3 separate regions of the Mus musculus genome follow, and all the other regions are linked to region 3. The links are chromatin contacts, called in public promoter capture Hi-C maps. All regions are on one chromosome and are shown on one strand. The core of a region is the stretch at or near the end of the contact, and the rest is flanking DNA. Distances in the headings are between cores, read along the strand shown. Region 1 holds the start of D730005E14Rik (RIKEN cDNA D730005E14 gene). Region 2 holds the start of Fam227a (family with sequence similarity 227, member A). Region 3 holds the start of Rac2 (Rac family small GTPase 2).

Region 1 (3,754 bases), core at 814-3,313, 1.3 Mb before region 3:
CCAAGTCCTACCCAAGAACATGCACAGCCTGAGGAAATGAAAGGCTCAAGATTCTTCAGCCTCTCGCTGCAGCTCCTTCCAGACGGGACACCTCCATGTGGGATGGAGGTTTTAAAAAAATCAAGGAAATGAGACCAGAGAGATGACTGGTCAGTAAAGCGGCTTGCACACAAGTCCTGATTCTCAGAGCAGATATAAAAGCCAAGTATGGGGGTTGTGAATCTACAACCCTGAGTTGAGGTATCAGAGATAGGAGGATCCCAAGAGCTCATTGGCCAGCCCGCTGGAACCCACAAACTCATTTTGGTGAAAGACTCAAAAAAATAAAGGGAAGAGCAACTGAGGAAGACAATTGACATCAACCCCTGGCTTCCAGATGGGCGCCCGAGTTATATACTGTGCCCATCTCCCAGGCCCACCACACTATATACTGTTAGAGAAATTCCTAACGTCACATGGGCAATCTAATGTCTCAGGATTTCTCGAACCTGAACTCATCAAGTCCTTCCCTGACCCTGCAGGCGAGGGTCCCCCCAAATAGACAGGGAAAGCCCAAGCCTGTAACTATAGTCTTTAAGGAGCAGAAACAAGAAGATTATGCCAAGGTCGAGTCCTACTTGAACTATATAGTGAGTGCCAGGCTAGCCAGGGCTTCATAGTAAAATCCTGTCGGGGCTGGGGTGGGGGAGGGTGGGAGAGGGAGACAAGAATGTAAAGAACAGCAACAACAACAACACAGCCAAACTACCACCACCATCACAATAAAATTCCACAATATAATAACAACCAAAAATCAGGAGACAGGGGGCTGGTGAGATGGCTCAGTGGGTAGGAGCACCTGACTGCTCTTCTGAAGGTCAGGAGTTCAAGTCCCAGCAACCACATGGTGGCTCATAACCATCCGTAACGAGATCTGACTCCCTCTTCTGGAGTGTCTGAGGACAGCTACAGTGTACTTACAATAAATAAATCTTAAAAAAAAAAAAAAAAATCAGGAGACAGAGTCTGGATCCCTTCCCTCAAAGCTGGCTAGGTATTAGTGGCCTGGGAGGACCCCAGGCTGGACCCTTTCCCTCATAGCCAGCAGCCTGTAGAAAAGAGCTGGAAAAATCAGACGTCTATCAAGCCTTGGTCAGAAGAATGGGATCGGAGGCTTATCTCTGACTCTGGAAGGAGAGGTGACATCTGGGACTGGTTACAAGGCCACACCCAGGGGACAAGGCTATTAACAGATAATTGCTGATAACTGGCTTCAGGAGCCCTAATCCTGGAGACAGACAGCTGGCCAGGGGCTTTCTGTTGAAGACTGAAGACATGCTATTCTGTGATATGACTGTCGCCTCTCTCTATACAGGTCTATCCATCACTGGACAGGACAAAGTTGCTCAGGGTGAGGTGAATTGGTTCGAAAGACGGGCCAGGGAGATGGTTCAGCGGGTAAAAGTATTAGCTTTGAAGTTAAAGCCTGCATTTCCACCACACCCACGCATGCACGCACCACTTGCAGCTGGGCTGCCCACGGGACAGTGGCCTCCACCGACATCACAGGCACCAGGAGAAGGGACAAAAATCAGAATGTCACCCAAGGGAGTAGGCAGTATAACTTTCTTCTTATATGTAGGTTTAAAATACACTCACATCTCTCTCTTTCTTTTTTTTTTTCTTTTGTTTTTTTCGAGACAGGGTTTCTCTGTGTAGTCCTGGCTGTCCTGGAACTCACTTTGTAGGCTGGCCTTGAACTCAGAAATCCGACTGCCTCTGCCTCCCGAGTGCTGGGATTAAAGGCGTGCGCCACCACACCCGGCCACTCACATCTCTTGCCATTGGGCATGTATACATATGTGTATGTGTTCTGAATTAATATGTGCATGTCTGGGGGTCAGGAGAAGGCCTTGGATTCCCAGAAGCTGTAGTTATAGGTGGTTGTGAGCCATACCATGTGTTTGCTGGTAGCAGTTGGTCCTCTGTGGAAGGTGACAAAGGTTCTTAACTGCTGAGCCATCTCTCTCCAGTGCCAACCCCGCCCCCTATTATTTCTCTTTTTCTCTTAGCTGACTGGTGTGGTTCCGAGAAGTCTCCACAAGCATCCAGGCAATGGGTGTGTTAGGGGAATTTCTCTTTACCCTTTCCCTTTCCCAGCTCAGAGTGGCTACTTCTGGAAAGGTGGTTCACATTGCCTTAGAGAGTGGTCCCCTCTTCTCCCAGTATCCCCTGAGGTTGGGTTAAAACAGCACGGATATTCTAGGACATCTATCGAAAGTTCTCCATACATGGTCGTCCAAAGTCTGCTTCCATGGATTTCTCTTTAAAATTTGAAGCCCAGACCAGCCTAGCCCTGGATCAGCATGAAGACCCAAAGGCGAGTAACCCCAGACTGAGAAGTCTCAACAGGAAGAAATATGGGTGACGTGGAGAGGGGTACAGGGTGGCCAGTTTAGAAGCAGCTATAAGGTAACCGAAGCGGCTCAGAACAAGGACCCTCGAGGGGAGTGGGAGCTACGGAGTATCCTGGAGAATGTGAGAGAGGAATCGGGAGCTGGGGACCTAGAGGAGAGGCTCGGTATACAGCAAAATGGGGGCCACCAGGAAGAGACTGCAGTGAAAATTTTGGAGGAGCGGGGCCAGCGGTACCTGATCGGTGAATAGCATTTGCGATGGCTGCATCCCAGACAGAATGGTCCCATCCCAGCTCTGGGCCCCAGGCGCTGGGGTTGCATTTTCTGTGAGCAGGCTATGGAAGACCCCCAGAAGTGAAACTGACCTCCCGGGCCAAGTGAATGCAGGCCCCACCTTCTTCCTGCATCAGCTCCCGGAATGGGAGGGCTCTAGGCGATCAAGCCCAGAAGGCTCCTGCCCACCTCTTTGTCCCTTGGCTTGGCAGAGACCTGCTCCTCTGTACAGCGGCCCGCGGGGATCGCAAAGAGAAAGGGAAACTAACTGATGGTAGAGAGAAGCTGATGCCGACCGCGGTGAGGGTAGGACAGACGCCCCAAGGGTGGCCCCAGGCGTCTCCATCCAACCTGCCTAGACCATCCTGTGCCGAGCTTGCAGCCAAAGCTGCCAGTTGAACCAAGGGTTTGACTCTGTAGGTGTTAAGGAGTGGGGACCCTTACATTTTCTCCCTTCGGCTTAGGAGGGGAGGGGACAGCCTGGCTTCGCATTTCTAATTGTGGCTTGGATTTTGGCACCCTTCACCTCTAATTTCCCAACTGCCCCAGGTGTGGAGCTAGACTGAGATCAACGGGGAGCACAAAAATGGATCATTGATGGCTCCGAATCAGCCAGCAGCAGGTGGCCGAGCTGGTATCAGAGCCCGTCATCCAAGCTTGTTTCCCTGCAGATGAGGGAGACCGAAATGAGTTTACTGTTCTCACAGACCTGTGTCTCTCGAGGGCAGTAGCGTGGACCAGTCAAATGTAGCAAGTGCACGCTTCTGGTTATTGAGGTTCAGCTAGCGTTCTTTGGAGGAGTGAATGCACACGGAGTCAAGTAATCTTCCAGTGGTTTGGGATACACGTGTGCAGGTATACACGGTGCTCTCCACAGAGGCTCTGGGCACAGTAGCCAGTTCCTGTAGGGCGAGCGTGTCACAGCGCCCCCATCTGGTGGAAGGCTATCCTTATTTCTTTACAAAGCCAAACTTGTTGAACTTGGTGGGGGAGGGAGTGTGTGTAGTTTTCTACTGTCTTGGAAAACAAATGGACACAATATAACAGCACTAATGGGAAATAATACTTCAGTCGGAAGTAGACAC
Region 2 (3,566 bases), core at 981-3,480, 1.1 Mb before region 3:
TGTGCCAGGCAGTATAGGCTAAGGCCTTTGCATAAACCCATTTCACTCACAACTGCCCCTCGACATGCCTCTCCTAGTCACCCCATTTGGAAAGCCAAGGTCTTTGGTGGGAACGGGCATTGGAACCAAAGTTTGTGTGGCTTCACAGTGATGCTAACCTCAGGCAACTCTGTCACGAGTTGGCCTCGCCAGCATCACAGTGTGGAGCCAGGGAGGAAATTTCTACCATTCCCGTTGGCCAGTAAGAACATCACCAAGTACGGGAACTTCAGCCTGGATGGCATCCTAAAGCCATGAAGCGACACCCGGATTTCACTCCCGGATGCAGAGCGGTACTTATCACAGTCTCGATAAGTATCACGACACTCACCGGCACACTAGCTTTAGTCACAGCACAACGTCCTGCAATGCTCATAAAATCAGTAACATCACTTAGGCTCGGGGAAGAGGTCAGCTTTTTAAATAAAACAAGTAGAGAGAAGTCATAAAACCACAAGGCTTCATGGTACATTTTTTTTTCCAATTATGTGTTTATGTGCTGAATGCATGCATATGTGCAGGTAGGTGTGTGTGTGTGTATCCACTTTATTAATATTTGTGTGCAGATTCGGAGTCTGGAGGGGGGACGTCAGGTGTCCTGTTGCATTCCCTTTAGATGGGGTCTCTCACTGAACCTGGAGCTAGACTGGCGGCCAGCGAGCACAAGCAATCCTGTCTCCGCCACCAACAGTGTTAGCATTGCAGGGGTCCGAGCTTGTAGCAGGCTTTTTTTTTTTTTTTTTTTTTGGTTTTTCGAGATAGGGTTTCTCTGTGTAGCCCTGGCTGTCCTGGAACTTCACTTTGTAGACCAGGCTGGCCTCGAACTCAGAAATCCGCCTGCCTCTGCCTCCCGAGTGCTGGGATTAAAGGCGTGTGCCACCACGCGCCGGCTTGTGGTAGGCTTTTAACTGAGATGTTGGGGACTTGAATCCATGGTCTCACACTTGAGCAGCAAGTACCCACATTCACTGAGCCTTTTCTCTAGTCCCCTTCACAGATTTTTTTTTTTAAACACACACACATACACACACCGTTCAAGGTATCCTAGGGTTCTTTAGGGAAGCTCTCTCATAGAAGACTATGGGCCAAGAAAATTAAAGGTTTGCACTTGGTTCCCAACCAACCCTGTTGCTCACCCTCTGGGGAGTCCAACGTTTTATCATCCCCCAAGGGCCTCAAAGGCTTTGTTTGCTGTTGTTTTTAATGTGTCTGAGTGTTTTGCCTGGGATACCATGGTCGTGCCTTGTGTCTGCAGATTCTACAACTAGAGTTACTGGCGTTTGTGAGCTGGGAATCGAATCCCAGTTCTCTGCAACAGCAACCAGTTCTCTGAGACTCTGATCCATTTCTCCGGCCAGTGACGTCCCTTATTTATAATCACGAATGATAACAGCCTGCAGCTCGTAGGTTAAGAGTGCTTTCATGTTTACAAACTGTTGGGACATTTGATGCTCACCATGACCCTGAGAAGTAGATCAAATTGTCCCCCTTTACAGGGAAATGCACTTACTGTGCGAAGCTTTAGTTTGCATCAGGCTATAAAATACATTCTCTTCATTCTGACAAAAAATAAAGGAAGGAAGCATCTTTGGTTTTCACTGGATTCTCAAAGGGAAAGGTGTCTCGAAAAAGTTAAGAGCCAGCCAGTCTCACGGGTCACAAAACCCAAAGAGTTCTGTACGGGTTAGGAGAAGACCTTCAAAGGATGGGGTCAAAACACCATCTCCGAGTCTCCGTCGCAAGAGGTGCCCGCGGAGCATGCCACGGTCCAGCCTGCCCGCTTCTCCAGGGGTACCCGGGCATCCCACCCACCACTACTGGCACGGATATCCGCCCGCCGCTCCCAGAGGTACCTGTCTGCGAAGCCGGAATCCCGAGCTAGCCTGCAGCTTTCTGCAAGGATCTGCCCAGGCCGCGTCAACCGCCGCGACCGCGATTGGCCGGCGCCGGGCAACCATCGTGCGCATGCGCAGCCTCTCTGGCTTCTACCACTGAGAATGCAGAGGGAGCCAGCTCCGAGACGAGCCTCCGCGAAGCAGCGGAGCCCCTGCGGACTCTCTAAGGTTCACGAATAGAAGAAAGCCTTGGGCACGACTTCTGGAGATACACACATGCCTTGGGCACGACTTCTGGAGATACACACATGCCTTGTGGCATAGGCTGGGAGAGGCATGACCCCCTAAATACGTTGGTCTGGTCCCCGGGTCAGCGCCGCCGTCGTCATAGTAATCGTTTTCCTTGGCAACAAAGCAGGCCGAAAGCTGCTTTGTTGTGTTAAAAATGTTAAGTGGTGACCCAGGCTGGACTCACAGTAGCAAAATGGACCGACCTGCAGCTCCCCCGCCCCGGCCACAAAGCAAACCGCGCCCCTTGGGCCGCGGATGCTGGCGGACATCCGGAGCTTGGTCCGGTCACTGGAGGGGCTGGTGGCGGAACCCGCCCTGACGCTTCTGCCGAAGCTTTCAGGTAAGACAGACGGACAGATATGACGACTCCCTGCCAGTAGCAAACTGGCTCCTGCCAGTCTTGCCTCCTCCACACTCCCACAAGCAAGGGAAACTGAGGTCCAGGGAAGGTTGCCCAGTGTACAAGGGGTAGAGAACTGGAGAGTCAGCTCCAGGATTCCTCAAGTCCTAAGGACATTGTAGCTCGGTTTGGTAAATGAAGAAATGGCCATCCAGGAGGCGTTTCTTGGCTGCCTAGTGGGTGTACGAGGTCATCCCACCATAAAGGACAGGACCCAGCTCCAAGCAGTCTTCCTCCACCTTTGCCACACAGCGTTCGAAGAGAGAATTCCACATCAAAATCAACCATATCTAGTGTAGCAACCGCTACAGAAACATAAAGCAGAACACATTTGAAAGTTGCGATCATTCTAGAAGTTTTTTTGTTTGTTTGTTTGTTTGTATGTTTGTTTGTTTGCTTGTTTGTTTTTTTCGAGACAGGGTTTCTCTGTGTAGCCCTGGCTGTCCTGGAACTCAGTCTGTTGACCAGGCTGGCCTCAAACTCAGAAATCCGCCTGCCTCCCAAGTGCTGGGATTAAAGGCGTCCGCCACCACCGCCAGGCTCTAGAAGCTTTTTGATATTAAACCTTGTGCGCCCTCTACCGGTGCTATCCCCGAAGCACCTTTCGTATTTTGAGATAAAGTCTCCCTGGGTACTCCTTATCTCATCCTCCTGCCTCAGCCTCTCAGTGCTGGAATTACAGACACACACCCAGCCTGCCTTCAACCCCTACCCTTTTGCTTTGTTTGTTTTTTTTTTTTTAAGATTTATTTATTTATTTATTATATGTAAGTACACTGTAGCTGTCCTCAGACACTCCAGAAGAGGGAGTCAGATCTCGTTACGGATGGTTGTGAGCCACCATGTGGTTGCTGGGATTTGAACTTCGGACCTTCGGAAGAGCAGTCGGGTGCTCTTACCCACTGAGCCATCTCACCAGCCCCGCTTTGTTTGTTTGATATTTGAGACTGGGGCTCAATATGTAGTTCTGGCTGCTCTCCCAACTTACAAAAGTCCTCCCG
Region 3 (3,360 bases), core at 107-2,606:
AACCTTTATAAATATCACAGCTTCAAAAAAAATAATTCCACATACTGGAAATGAACTATGAAACGGTTATAGCAATTCACACTTGAAAAATCAAACACCGAACTTCTCCAAATAAATATGAGGGGAAAAAATACTCCAGTAGAGAAATGGACAAATACACAAATAGTAACTTGTGTAATAGGAAACCCAAAAGTCCAATAAACAACTAAAAACACAAATGCCCAACAAAACACCTGCAAACACAAACACCCAACCAAACACTTATAAACACAAATGCCCAACACAAGGCGAGTGTAGTTGATATCATCAAAACGGCAAGAAGCCTACGACAGTTTGTAGGTAGGATTTTCGGTTTGGAGTGGTTTCCCAGCTAGGATCTTGCTGTATCGCTCGATGGCTCTGGCTGCCTTGGAACTCTCACTCTGAATCCTGGACTCAAGCTCCCAGCAATCCCTTTGTCTCAGCTTCCTGAAAGCTTAGATTGCACCATGCTGTGAGAAGGTTTGGACTTGCCAAACTTCTACCAGCTTGCTCTACTGCATCTGTCCCTGACTCTTCCTCCTCCTCCTCCTCCTCCTCCTCCTCCTCCTCCTCCTCCTCCTCCTCCTCCTCCTCCTCCTCTCACTCCTCCTCCTCCTCCTCCTCCTCTCACTACTCCTCTTCTTCCTTCTCTTCCAACTCCTTCCCTTTTCCCTATCCTCCCTCCTCTCCTTCCTCCTCCTCCCCCTTTTCCTCCACTTCCTCCCCTCCCAATTTCCCCCCTTCCTCCCCTTCCTCCTTTTCTCCCCTCTCCTCTACCTCTTCCCTTCTCTCTTTCCCTCCCCCTCCTTTGCCTTCTCTCTACACACTGGCCCTTGCTTAGGCAGCACCCCCCCCCCCCGGGCCAACTTTGTTTGACATCACACGTCATAGCCACCAGTTTTCCCTGCTGGTGACTCTGAGGTCACTCTGTAGCTCTCCCTTGGCCCATGTCTCCTGCCTTGCTCACAGCACCTGTGGTGTGGTTTGCCTTCTCTACAGAGCAGGAACTCCAGGACAACCTGGCTTCCTGCATTTTAGAGTCACCAGCTCCCAACACAATGCCTGATACACAGTAGGCACTCAAGTGTTTGCCCATGGGAGTCAGGCCAACTGACTTCTTGGAGGATGCAGATTCTTCGAGAGCAACTTTGTCCCTGCCCTGGCTTAGGAAGTGAATCTTCAATTCTCTAGGGTGCCTGGGTTCCCTTTGGAGCCTAAGTCAAGTGCCCTTGGTGGCCTGGGCCCAACCTAGCACCTGTGGGGCCCCAGGTCCTCTTCCAGACCGCATGCTCCACCCCCTCAAGGCTGTGGGGCAGCAGCTTGGGTAAGTTCCTCTTCCGTTTCCTCCCGCCTCTTGAGCTGGGGTGCTGCTCCTCACTGCCGGGTACCTCCTAGCCACTCCATACCACTGGTGTCCACAGCAACGCTCCTGGCCCCCAACTGTCATCCCTGGCTGCTGGGCCTCAGATGCAATGCAGGCCATCAAGTGTGTGGTGGTGGGTGATGGGTAAGTACCTGGCTGAGTTGTCTCCCACCCCTACCAGGATGCCTCTGAGATCCTCCCTGGTACACCCACAGATTCAGGGCTCCCAGGAGGTTCTGGGGAAAGTCGCTTCCTTTCCTTGTAAGGGCTTACAAGGAACATTTGGGGTGGGTCTGGACTGCTCCCTGTCCTTCAGCCTACCCCACTCCGGAAGCTACTTGGGTGGAGGGCCTGGACTGTGGGTGGGGTGCTGCTATTTGCCTGTACCCTGAGAGCTGGGACAGGGCTCCTACCGGGCCAGCATCAGTTCAGGGTACAGGTACGAGGAGGGAAATCAGCAGCTTGCCCTTCGGACCTTTGTTTCCCAGGCTGGCCCAGGCTCTAGTTGCTGTCTTGCTGGGCCTAGGGGACTTCTGGCAATCTCCAAGCTTTCTGACTCTCAGTCCAGCCTCTGCTCTTAAGGACTCCAGAGGGCAGGCTGGCTGCAGCCCTGCTAAAGTCTGATAGTCATTGTCAGATCTTGGGACCACAGGCTCTCATAACCCAAGGCCTGAGTTTCTTCATGTGTCTCCCATATATTCCGACACATTAGGGTGCAGTCCTCAAGTCTATCTTGGGTCCCGCTAGATCCATCCTCACATGTACTAGACAGCCATCTTCAGTTCGAAACGGGGAGGGGCTGAGGCCTGGAGACCTTTCCTGGCTTAGGTCCCAAGGTCACACACACTTTGGCTCTGCTGGTGGCATAGGCTATCTACCTCCTCAGCTGACTAGGTCCGACTTGGTCGCTGCTGCAGCCGCCACCGCGCTAGGGTGTCAGCCGTTATCTGTGGCAGCTGCTCTGCTCACTTCTGCTTTGTGTCTGATCTGGGGGAGGAGGGGGCGGACACGGAGGGCCGGAAGTCAATGATTCTATGCATTCAAAGTTACCTGGGTGGCAGGCTGGGGCTTGAGGGCAGAGGTTTAGGGGGCAGGGACAGCAGAGCAACCTCCTCGAGTGGGAAGTGACTTAACGGAATTGTACTGGGGAAGGCCCGGAGCTGTCCCTCTGGCCTCTCAGCTTCCTGCTGAATGACCTGGGTGACCTCCCAGCTTGGCAGGGAGATAGCTTAAATGGTGGTCATCTCCATTTATCCCATTTCTCTTTTGTATGTGGTCACCGGGCTGTGGCTCTCTGTATGATCTGTCTTCCACCAACCCTACTTACCATCACAGAGTTCGTTTTACAGGTGGGAAAGACCAAAACTCCGAAAAGTTACATAACCTGCCTTGGAGGCAGAGGATTTGAACCCAGGCCCCTCTGACTTCAAAGAGGGGCGATGGGCAGTCCCTAACAGTCATTAGTTGGTGCCACTTCTATGGCACCGGGTTCAGTGTCTTAGAAGTATCAGTTATTTTACTGGGAAGATGGGCTTGTCCTTGTTGTCTACATGGGGAAACTGAGGTACAAGGTGCTTAGGTGACTTGCAAAGTTGTGTAGATGGCAAATGATGGAGGCAGGATCTGAAGCTTAAGAGAGACACGTGACAGTCTTACCCAGCTCTCCAGGGTCCTCTGTTCGGCCCCATGGTCATCTGTGCCTATCACCTGTATCCCACACACTGGTACATGTACAGTACTGGAGTTCTCCTCAGATGTGTGGCTCACACCCATGGCTAAGACTGAAGTCAGGTTCTTTATGGGCACTGCACGGGGTAGAGCACACTGGTATGGGGTGTCTGGGATTGGGAGACTGGAGCCTGAGTACAGTTCCCGCCTCCCCTTCATCTTGACCTTGGTGAAGGGGAGCTATGACCTTGGTCTCTCCTGCATCTTGTCTCTTGTCTTTCAGAGCCGTGGGCAAGACGTGTCTTCTC

What was found. Promoter capture Hi-C pulls out the DNA fragments that hold promoters and counts their contacts.
Region 1: a contact with region 3 is called in a promoter capture Hi-C map of pre-B cells, with 2.5 times the contacts expected there. The contact joins the promoter of D730005E14Rik here to the promoter of Rac2 in region 3. A contact is called at or near these places in 2 of 39 promoter capture datasets (liver and pre-B cells).
Region 2: a promoter capture Hi-C map of liver shows a contact between it and region 3, with 2.3 times the contacts expected there. The contact joins the promoter of Fam227a here to the promoter of Rac2 in region 3. A contact is called at or near these places in 3 of 39 promoter capture datasets (liver and pre-B cells).

What each region holds. Positions count from the first base shown.
Region 1 is chr15:79,891,447-79,895,200 of GRCm38.p6, reverse strand. D730005E14Rik (RIKEN cDNA D730005E14 gene) reads left to right here and starts at 2,063. Exons shown (of 1, transcript NR_030675.1): 1 at 2,063-3,754. It overlaps Apobec3 (apolipoprotein B mRNA editing enzyme, catalytic polypeptide 3), which reads right to left and starts at 2,793. Exons shown (of 8, transcript NM_030255.3): 1 at 2,632-2,793. The coding sequence starts at 2,684.
Region 2 is chr15:79,657,620-79,661,185 of GRCm38.p6, reverse strand. It overlaps Fam227a (family with sequence similarity 227, member A), which reads left to right and starts at 2,230. Exons shown (of 18, transcript NM_029407.1): 1 at 2,230-2,505. Cby1 (chibby family member 1, beta catenin antagonist) reads right to left here and starts at 1,959. Exons shown (of 5, transcript NM_028634.3): 1 at 1,893-1,959.
Region 3 is chr15:78,570,779-78,574,138 of GRCm38.p6, reverse strand. Rac2 (Rac family small GTPase 2) reads left to right here and starts at 1,356. Exons shown (of 7, transcript NM_009008.3): 1 at 1,356-1,528; 2 at 3,336-3,360. The coding sequence starts at 1,494.